Regions from separate parts of the Mus musculus genome. Here region 2 is linked to region 1. The links are chromatin contacts, called in public Hi-C maps. All regions are on one chromosome and are shown on one strand. The core of a region is the stretch at or near the end of the contact, and the rest is flanking DNA. Distances in the headings are between cores, read along the strand shown.

Evidence for each region. A called contact is a pair of places that touch in the nucleus more often than the background predicts.
Region 2: a Hi-C map of liver shows a contact between it and region 1, with 1.8 times the contacts expected there. The contact joins two enhancer-like sites. A contact is called at or near these places in 1 of 484 Hi-C or Micro-C datasets (liver) and 1 of 9 other capture datasets (adipose tissue).

Annotation. Positions count from the first base shown.
Region 1 is chr6:142,734,961-142,740,146 of GRCm38.p6, reverse strand. No RefSeq gene overlaps it. Among named protein-coding and RNA genes, the nearest start is that of Cmas, 19 kb to the left of the region's middle. Within about 2 kb of position 1,691, at least 3 of the 459 cell types and tissues checked have an H3K27ac peak or open chromatin away from gene starts, as enhancers often do. A contact at or near this core is called in liver, where this site is marked.
Region 2 is chr6:142,883,028-142,888,697 of GRCm38.p6, reverse strand. The region is part of intron 2 of St8sia1 (ST8 alpha-N-acetyl-neuraminide alpha-2,8-sialyltransferase 1); the gene reads left to right. Among named protein-coding and RNA genes, the nearest start is that of Gm7457, 72 kb to the right of the region's middle. Within about 2 kb of position 2,712, at least 54 of the 459 cell types and tissues checked have an H3K27ac peak or open chromatin away from gene starts, as enhancers often do. A contact at or near this core is called in liver, where this site is marked.

The DNA of each region.
Region 1 (5,186 bases), core at 442-2,941:
ACGTGTTCGCCCCAGTAAAACACCATCCAACCAACTTCCCAAAGAAGCCTTAAGTTTCCACTTCACCTAAAGACAACAGTTGTATGCATTCTTACAGAAGGAAAGCCTTTAAAGTGAGCAGGAAAACCGATAATGGTCTAACAACAGCAAAGGCCTGATTATCTTAAGGAGTTGACTCACAGAATTAAAATGTTACAGGAATATGCTGCGTGATACATATTTGTGAAATTTTATATCTTCATATTACTGACTTCCATTCTCACGCTGTCTTTGGAAAATTTATCGCAGGCCTCACTGCAAATGTTCCAGAAGTTGTCAGTTTTTCTTTATGAAACTCGCTTCCTTGGCTTTTCTTTATGAAACTCGCCCCACACACCTTCTGCTAGTTCACACTTAATCTTCAGACCAGGGTAACAGGGAAGCCACGGCTCCATCTAGGCATCGCGACCACTACGTGCGCAAATAAATGAGGAGGCCACATCCCTCCTCATTTGGAAGGATTTCGGGGGGTCACTCTTCCGCCAACATCTTGTAACTTAAATAGGAGGGGGAATAGTTAATGTGGTACTAATAAAGTCAAAGCGTCTTGATTATATCACAACATTAGAAGACCTACACAATTCCAGGTTATTGTCCAATAACTGCTCACATGTCTTAGCTAGTGTTTATCACTACCTTCCTATATCACTCAATTTATAGTCTTTTTTTTTTTCTTCTCTACTAGGCACCTCAGTATAGGATAGGATGACCCAAGCATTGACTCCTGAAGGATTTGTCTGAATCTTGTGGTTTTTTTCCCCATTGACCTTAACATCAAGGCACTGAAATGCTCCCATAGATCGTCTGCATTCTAGAGAGACTCTGATTTTATTGTGGCGTAGTTGCTTAGTTTCCCTTTGAGAAACAGGACCAGGCACAAAAGCTGACACCATACTTCAGTCTTTGCCTGAGGAGTGCAGCGTGGAGAGGTGACAATCAGTGGAGTCATTGTTGTGTCTCTGGCTGAGAGCATTCTTTCCTCTGAAACTGTGACCTCCTATGTCAGCTTCTGTGGCATGTTAATTATGGCAGCCAAAAGGGGGCTTCTGGTTGCCAGACATCAATACTTTGACATTTGGACCTTGGTAGTCAACCTCAGGAGGAGGAAGTGGCCATATAAGGGACTACACCTTGGTGGATCGCATAGGGCATGTAATCTGTGGTTTAGCCAGGGGGGCAGAGAGAAAGGCAAAACCTGTTGGTGGGCACCAAGCTTGCTATGCTCTGTCCTGCCAGAGCCCTTTGACCCCTCTTGCATGTTTCATGGTTTTGGTGTCACACTAACCTTGGCAGTTCTCCAGGAATGCAGCCTTGACTCAGGTCGCCATTGCTCTTAAATGAAAGGGGCTCTGGCGGGCACGTTTGGCTTTTCCCACCACCAGCGTTCCAATGTCATGGATCAAGGAATGCTTGTTGACATTACACCTACTGCTAAGAGTGCTAAATCCGACTATATGTTCTGGAACTGTGAAAATCACACAAGTTCTGTTCAGGGATCTGTGGTATGGACATAGAGTGGTCCCTGGCCTCTATAAGCCTCTACTCTAGTGAGCAGCACTTATGGTCACCTACAGCCATTGTCATTTCATACGCAGCCTCTGGAAGTCTCCCATAGCTCTGAGCAATTGATTTTGTCTTGTGTAAAGATACCCTGGTTAGAAGCTAGAGATCCCTCTAGGGAAAGGCTGGGAGAAATATTAACCACACAAAATGTTTGACTGAGAACAAAGGTTTTCGGTCTCATTCCAAAGTTTTTGATTTTGTAAACTGGCACAAATGTAGGAATTGGGCAAAAGGCTGTGACAAAAGGCTTTTGTGTGTGTGTGTGTGTGTGTGTGTGTGTGTGTGTGTGTGTGTGTGTGTGATTTGAATTAGAGGTTCATTGGCTTGATGTGGAAGTTTCTTTTGTCATGTATGGGGTGAGAATTGAGCCTGACTTGTCTACCTTAATCCTAGACTCACTATGATTAACTAGCTAAGGCCTTAGCTTCACATAAGCCAGTCCTTCAGGCACCTGGCCTAGCATCATGATGAACTCTGCTAAGATGAGATAATTTTAAGAATATTTATTTTATGTTAAATTATGTGTTCATGAAGGCAGGTGCCTGCAGAAGGCAGAAGAAAGCATTGGATCTCTTCAAGCTGGAGTTATAGGCAGTTGTGAGCCACCCACCATGGGTTCTGGGGACATAACTTGGGTGCTCTGCAAGGGCAGCTGGTGCTCTTAACCGCTGAGCCATCACTCCGGTCCCCTACATGAAATAATTCCTGACACACAGAAAGGACCTTGATCCTCAGTTGCCTTTCACTTCGGTTGAAAAATATTTGTGCTGAAGATAGACCTGGATTCAAACCCCATTCTGTGGCTCTCCTAGCTGAGTAATTTGAGATGTCAAAGTTAACAAAGCTTAATGGAAGTCACAAGTGGCCAGCAGATAGTGTGCCCTTAGAGTCTGGTGACTGCAGTTGAGCTCATTGCTATTGTCATTGTGATTGTCACTGCCGTCCAGCATGCTGTGTGCAGTTGGGAGCTGCAGTGAGAAGCTCAGCAGAATGAAAGCGTATCTGGCACTTTGGGTCCCTCCTTGATAACGTGCATGGCTGGAAGGCTGGGAAGTCCACGCTGAAGGAGGGAGAGAGAGTGGGAGGGAGGGGAGGAATCTCCTGTGCTCTGGACTCTTTCCCTTCAGGGCTGGCTAGAGCCAGCTCACAAGAGTTGACTAGTAAATTTCTCAGAATGTTTTAAGGTCAAATTAAACGTAATTTTTTGTATATATAAATAACAAGTCATATGGATTTATAATTAAATAAATTGTACTGGGAATTCATTCTCAAAGTATGCTTTTTGGATCAGTTTTACTTAGTTTTCTTAGTCAATGGGATGAGACCCCACCGAGCCCTACACAACTCTCCTTGTTGAGCACCTTCAATCTTTACGTTTTGCCAGATCTGCTTTATGTAAATCTGCTATTACATCGCTAGCATTCCACATGGCTTTTAGTCCTCTAGCCTTATTAACTCGAATTCTTCCTCCACTGAATTGTGCTCTAAATTTATATTTATGAGGCTGACTCTAGCTGGTCAGGTTCATTAATTTATGTATATTATTTTTGAGGCAGAGCCTCATGTAGCCCAGGTTAGCCTCAAACTTGCCATATATACATATATATCTACAAAGATGACTTAACTCCTGATCCTCCTGTATCTTTATCCCAAACTCTGAGATCAAATCTAAGCAATATAGGCTTATAGGCATGTTACCATCCTGTTCAGTGTATGGGGTGCAGGGCTTTATGCGTGCTAAGGAAGCACTCTACCAACTGCACTATACCCCATGCCTCGAAAGACATAGTGAGAGTTTTGTTGCTGGTTCTGCTTCCTCCACTTAGTCTCTTCTGCTTCCTGTAGGATAGTACTCAGTACACATGTATGCTCACACACACACACACACACACACACACACACAAACATGCACACACACTTATATACACATCTAAACATGCACATACACACATACCCATACATACACACATACAAACATATATGCACACATACACACACGCACACCACACACACACATGCCCATGCACATGTGCACACATACTTATATACACACATAAACACATATACACACATATGCACACGTACATGTGCACACACTTATTCATATGTACACACACATATACACACACTCCTATATATATATGCTCATATATTCTGTTTTCTCACTTTTCCTAAATAAGTGATGGGGTTATGCATATTTTTCTTTTCATTTAAATATATACACAGGTGTAAGTCTATAGTAGCATTGTGAATATAATCATTTAATGAAGAGGTTGGAGAAATAGTTTGAATATTTTACCAAGTAAAATTGTGATCCTTTGCAGGCTTTTGTGGAAATCGATTATCACATACACACATATACACACACATACACACGCACAGCACACACAATTGCATCAATTGGTAATCAGAATTTGATGCCTTAACTACATATGTTAGCTTTTGCATTTGTATATGTTTTAGCTGGTGTTTGTACACCGTAAAAAATTGGCTAGGTTTGGGTTGATTAGTAACATTTTAATTCTCTATATCGTTAAATAAAATTCAACACAAATTAGAGACACTTGGGCAAAGGGAAGCTCAGTAGAGGAACGAGCTCCATAGATTGGTCTGTGGACATGTCTGTCTGCCGGAGACTTTTCCTGATTGCTGTGGGAAGGCTCAGCCCACTGTGGGCATTGATAGCGCTGGGCAGGTGGTCCTGGAGCCACCTGAGCCCCTAAGGAAGCAAAGTGAGCAAGCCTTGGTGAGCAAGCCAGTAAGCTGCACTCCTCTGTGGTCTCCGGTTCAGCATCAGCCTTGAATTCCTATCTTGGCTTCCCTCGATGACAGATGGATACCTGTAAGCCAAGTACACTTTGAAAATCTCTCTGGGTTGGTGTTTTATCACAGGAAGAGAGAAACAAGCTAGGAGTGCGGTATAGAAAGAATGCACTCTAGTGAAACAATGTAACTCTCCAAATGTAGTACAAATCACACATCTGATTTCCAGAAAGAAAATTGTCTGGTGAGACAGTAGATGGCGCTATTAGCACACAATTGTGAGAGCTTGGGTTTTTAAGGCACACCATCACAGGACTTAGATTTAGTAAAGTGTCCAGTGCTGTCCCCAAAGTGAAAGCTCTAGTGTAAATTTCTATACTGTGACTTATCAGAATTTTTAAAATGGAATTTTATTTGTGAAATTGTATGTTTTTGTTTATGTCTCATCTATAACTTTTCCCCAATAATAAGGTCCACGTCTGCATTCAATTTTTTGTGATAACTTAATAAATTCATCACTTCAGTGCCACATTACTTAAGCTGCAGACAGACCACTCCCGAGCACTAACCAATAGGTTGTGTCCTTAATGTATTTTATAAAGACCAATATTTTGAAAATCATAATTGACTCAGTATACAAAACAGAATTTGGTTGTCTTCCTTAGGCTTGTCTGCTCGCTTATTTATTTATGTATTTGTTTATTCACTTATGTGTACTAGGGATTCAACCGAGAACCTTCTATTTGCTAGACAAACACTCTGTCGCTGGGCTACACCCCCTGTCTTTATTTATTTTTGAACCTTTAGTTTTGGTCTCATTA
Region 2 (5,670 bases), core at 1,463-3,962, 150 kb before region 1:
AATCCATCAAGGCAGAACGCGAAGGATTGGTAAAATGAGTCTAGTTTGGTTTAGAAAGCATAAGAAGCCTGCAGCACAGGGCCAGGGAGCCGCAGGGAGTGACAGGGGAGTCTGCCTGTTTTCTCAGTAGAAATCACAGGAGCTCTTTAGAATCCCTTTGGAACTTTTCTTTGTCATGTAGAATCCTGGGTGTGCTCTTATCAAGCTGTCTTCTAATGAACTCTGGGAGAAGAAGGGGAATTTCTCATCCATAGGCAGGAAGTTCCCTAGAACCTGTGTGTGTTCCTGTCTTTTTCTGAATACTTTAGGTTTGCCTTGCCTATGACTACTGCACTTTGAGTAGCTGAGTCGGCTGTAGTCTTGCCTGAGTTGTAGAGAACCACATGCAAGCCACATCTGTCTTCCAGACGGACTTGGTCTGGCTGCTACTGCGTTGAAACCCCATTTGAAGCATAGGCCAGCATGTTGTGCATGGCTGTGCGTGCACATGTTTGTGTGAATGTACATGCGTGTGGAGTCAATCTCAGATCCAATGCTTTGTGTGCTGGACACCGTGGTGTGCGCATAGGAGGTTATGGAACCCATGCATCCCCATGTGGCTATTAGAACAGCATACCCAGTGCCTTCTTTCATGACTTTCTGCTTCTTTGCCTTGAGATGGTCTCTTACTGAACCCAAGGCTTGCCATTTTCCTGGCTTGGCTAGCCTGGCCAGCAAGCTTTCAAGATGCAACTGTCTGTGACTCCCATGTATGCACAGACACATACAGCCATGTTCAGCTTCTGTGAGTGGTTGGAAATTGAACTCAGGTCCTTGTATTTGTGCAGGTCTGGACAGGATATAAATATTAGTCCCATTTCGAGAGTGAGATTGGTCAGGGGATGTTCTGGGGCTGAGTATTGTTTACTCTTTCTATTCCTGTGACCAAATACCTGATATGAGACCAGGTAAAATGCAGTGTTATAAGGATTTGTAGTTTGAGAGAGTAGCTATCATGGAGGCAAACCACTGAGGCAGGAGTGTGAGGCAGTTAGTCACAGGAATAGACAGGAAGCCGAGAGAGAGATGAAAACCTCTACTCTTCCAACCCCCTCCCTTTTTAGTTAGAGACCATAGATAGAAATGTGCATCCTGAGGAAGTGGGTCTTCCCTTCAACTGCAGCCTTTCTGGTACACCACACCATACCACACTCCACACACACAGGAGAGAGAGAGAGAGGGAGAGGGAGGGGGAGGGGGAGGGGGAGGAGGGGGAGGGGGAGAGGGAGAGGGAGAGGGCAACTGATAGCCCTTATTCCAGCTAGCTAGGACCACACTCAAGTTTTTGGGGACCTAGATATGGCCCCAAATGTCCAGAATGCAGGGTCTTTAAAGGCAGAAACCACATCTGGGCATCTTGGTGAGCAACTGCAGGACAACTTCAGCTTGAAGCAAGCAGTTTTAACAGAAGCTGGAGCCAGTTCCACATAGACAAGAATTTAACAGAAGCGAAACTAAGTTATCTAGGACAGCCTAACATTGGATGCCTAGAACAGAGTTGGATGGTTTTCCGTGGGATTCTCCATCAAAGAGATTGAGTTCTACGTGAACCAGAAATGGCCTCAGTAAGAATTGAAGATGGAGGAACCTCTGTAGTGTTTTGCCCTGTTACCCAATGAAGATATTAACTCTAGTCCAATTGACAATGATGTGTGTGAGAGTTTGGGAAATATCAGATTGGTTTTATACAAGAATATTATGGGATAGTTCCAACTTCTAAGCTCTACCCAGAGGTCCTTTCAACAGTGTGAAAGTGAGGCTGTGTTAATACTTTTATGTTACTGAGGTAAGACACTGACCAAGAGGAACTTGACAAGAAAGGAGTTTATTTCAGCTCATGACTCTCAGGTCACAATCCATCACTGAGAAAAGTCAGCTTAGGGACTCAAGCAGGATCCTGGAGTAGGAACTGAAGCAAAGACAATGGAAGAATGTTGCTTACTGGCTTGACCATCATTGGTTCATCCCAATTTCTTGTAGCATCCAGGACCAGGGGTGGCATCACCTCCAGTCAATAGGCTGGGCCACAAGCTTGGCTACAGCCTGATCTTATGGATATATTACTCAGTTAAGGTTCCCTCCTGTCAGATGACTCTAGCCTGTGTCCAGTTGACATAAATCTAGCCAGCCCAGGTACCAGAAACATGTGTCATAACTATCGTGGCTGATGAGCACAGTTTCTGGAGGTCACATCATGAAGAAGGTAGAGAAGGTGTCTATAAGGCAGAATGAAGTAAGTTGACATAGGATTGTCGGTGGGAGATTTAGAGGCTCCCTGAGTTAAGTGCTTCGACACTTATCAGGGGAGCTCCCGGTGATGTTTGGGAAAACTTCCTAGAATAAAGGATGTTCAGGAGTCAACTTCACTCCCTTTAGTGCTGTTCAGAGCGCTGGGGAAATACAGGGAGAATTCTTCCCAAAGCGATACATCTGAGGCTTTGTTTCTTTGTTGTTTAATAGATAAAATAGCTGCACACAAGGCCATCATTATTGCTTTCTTTTCTTGATGCCCATATTTAGTTAGTATCTAACTAATAGATCTTGGTACTGTTAGTTCAAGTCTCTAACCTGTGATACTGGGCTAACAGTTTGGCAATCCACTGTGCTACTGACTAATTATACGCTGTTTATAGCCGAAGACAAAATGGAACTCTTGATTCATGTGACCTTTTAACAGAACAAACAGCCAGCCAGAGGTCAGGAACTTTTGACCTAGCTGCTTGCACAGTGCCCAGTAGCTGGTGGCTTGACAACAAACATTGGTCATTGGTAAATGTCCTTAGTTGAATGTCACTTGATGTCCACAGTTCTTGATTATGGGGGAACGGGAGGAAGAGTCTTGTTGTGTCCCTTTTGGTGGCAAAGTTGCTTCTAGAAATAAGCGAGAAAACAGGAAATCAGGGACAGGCACCCAGTCTGCGGTCAGCTGTGTCCTCCCGCCTATACGTTGATGATGGTTTTGTTGTGTGGAGCGGGTGATGTCCATGAAGTATCTTGTTTGGAAACATCAACAGAGGCTTCCAGATTGAGACAAAATAACAGACAGAACACCCTAAGCTCTCTGCAGTGCCGAGGAAATGATGTCATCTGACTCCATATAGATTTACAAGCCCATGCACACAGCTCTGACACACAGCTCTCATGACTCATTGAACATAAATGAATTCTAACTTGCGTCTAATCTGCTCGCATTGTCAAGTGCTCCTTGAGCTTGTGAGTGTATCCTGTTTGGCACAGTACCTGCAGATCTGAAGGAAAAACAACAACAACAACAACAACAACAACAACAACAAAACACAAAACAAAACAAAACAAAACAAAAAAACAATCCTGTGGGTAGAGAGTGGGGTAAGGAAAACAGGAGATGGGGCACGGGGATGCTGGGCACCTGCCTAGGCCATGTGGGCACAAAAGATGCTGGTGTCGGGTTCTGGGTACCTTGGTGAAGGAAGATCTGTGTCAGGAAACGTGGTGGGACTTGTATCTTGAGAGTGATTGTCTTACACCAGGCCTTCTTTGGAGGAATTAGGATGTCACTGATTATTTGTTAAAGGAGGAACTACAGGCCATTTGTATATAATCAGTAGCTGTCTCTCTCTCTCTCTCTCTCTCTCTCTCTCTCTCTCTCTCATGTGTGTGTGTGTGTGTGTGTGTGTGTGTGTGTGTGTGTGTGTGGTGAGCTGCTACTCAAGGGCCTCTGAGGCAGTAGATGTTGAAATGATTTGAAGACAGAACCAAGCAGAAACCAACTCCATTTCTAGCCTATGGTGCCTAGGTACTGTTGGTTCATACAAAACTAAAGCAGTGCCTGTTGACCACATTGTCTCTAACATGACGCCTCAGTCCTCAGTTTTTATGGAGTGGGGCCCACACAAATTAGAAGCCCAAGGGTTTATGCTTCGAGAGAGTGGGAGGAGCCACTGAAGCTGGGAGTCGGGTGCAGGCTGGTGAGGTTTAGGGGCGACATTCACTAACACCGTGGTCCTCATCCTTTCTATCTCTGTGACCCTTTAAGACAGCTCCTCATGTTGTGGTGACCCCCAACCATAAAATTTTTTCTTTTGCTGTTTCATAACTGTAATTTTGCTACTGAAATGTAACTATTTTTGGAGGCAGAGGTTTGCTAAAGGGGCCGCAACCCACAGTTTGAGACCTGCTGCATTAACAGGAAGATGTACCCCTCCATATCCTTGAAGAACCCCTTAATGCTTCTTCCAATGAAGGCAGTGCAAGCCCAGGGCTAGCTGCGATGGGCGGGGCTAGCTGCGATGGGCAGGGCTAGCTGTGATGGGGCAGGGCTAGCTGCGGTGGGCGGGGCTAGCTGCGGTGGGTGAGCTGCTCCTTCCTGCTCTCAGCTCTGCTGTGGGGAAAACTTCCTGCTGCTTTTGAAATGTTCCGTGCTCTTCATATTTCCTTCCACCACAAGGAAAATAATAACTTTAGCCATTTTGATGACTTTTGAAATGTGGCCACACACAGGCACGGTATAAGATCCAGTGCAGTCATTGCTTTGCCATTTGGGAGACAGAAACGACAGCACTAAGTAATTAACTTGTCATTGACTGTGAGATTTTCCAAAAGTCTTCTGAATGGTCGCATGGAATCAAACCGCATGGGTTGTGTCCTGAGCTTACAGATGAAGTTGAATATGCAAAATTTCAAAGGGTTACTTCTTTCAGTTGTTTGAGCAACACATTTTAATGGACAAAGTATTAATGATGGGCATGCAAGAACGAGGTCCTGAGTTCACTCCCCAGCACCCACCTAAAGGCTGGGTGTACTATTTCCTTGTAATTCCAGTACCAGGGAAATAGAGGCAGGAGGATTCCTTAGAGCTCTCTGGACAGCAGACATATTCAAATGTGCAAGCACATGTAAACGCACATACCACACACACACACACATACAGACACACATACACACACATGTACACACACATGCACACAGACATACACACACATACACACATACACGCACACTTACACATAGACAGACACACAAGCACACATAGACATATACACGCACATATAGACACATGCACACACATATGTACATACACATACATGCAACACACATATACATAGACACACATATGTACACATACAAACACACACATACAGACACACATGCATGCTCACACACAGACATACAGACACACAAGCATACATATAGACACACATACAGGCACACATACACATACATATACACATACACACATACACATACATATACACATACACAAATACACACACATATACACAAGTAACAGCATATAAATATTCACTTCATTCAATTTCCAAAGTTTGCCTGCTTTGTAGAAAACATAATGCTGACTTTCCATTTTGAAATCACAATGTTGTTCGTAGAGAGGAGAGTACAAATCTTAGCATTAACATTTTTGTGAAATCGTTCTTACATAATTGCAAAACTGTTCTGCAAATATTCTACAGTCTGTACTTACATATCCCTAGAGAAAGTTTGGGGTAATGTTCAACAAAGAATTCAATAACTAACTATCTGTAATAAGAAGCATTTTCCTTGAAATGAACTAATTACTAGATTTTTTCATCACAAAAATGCTCACACATGCAAAGGAAGAACACAACTGAAATTGATTTGGACTTCCAAAGG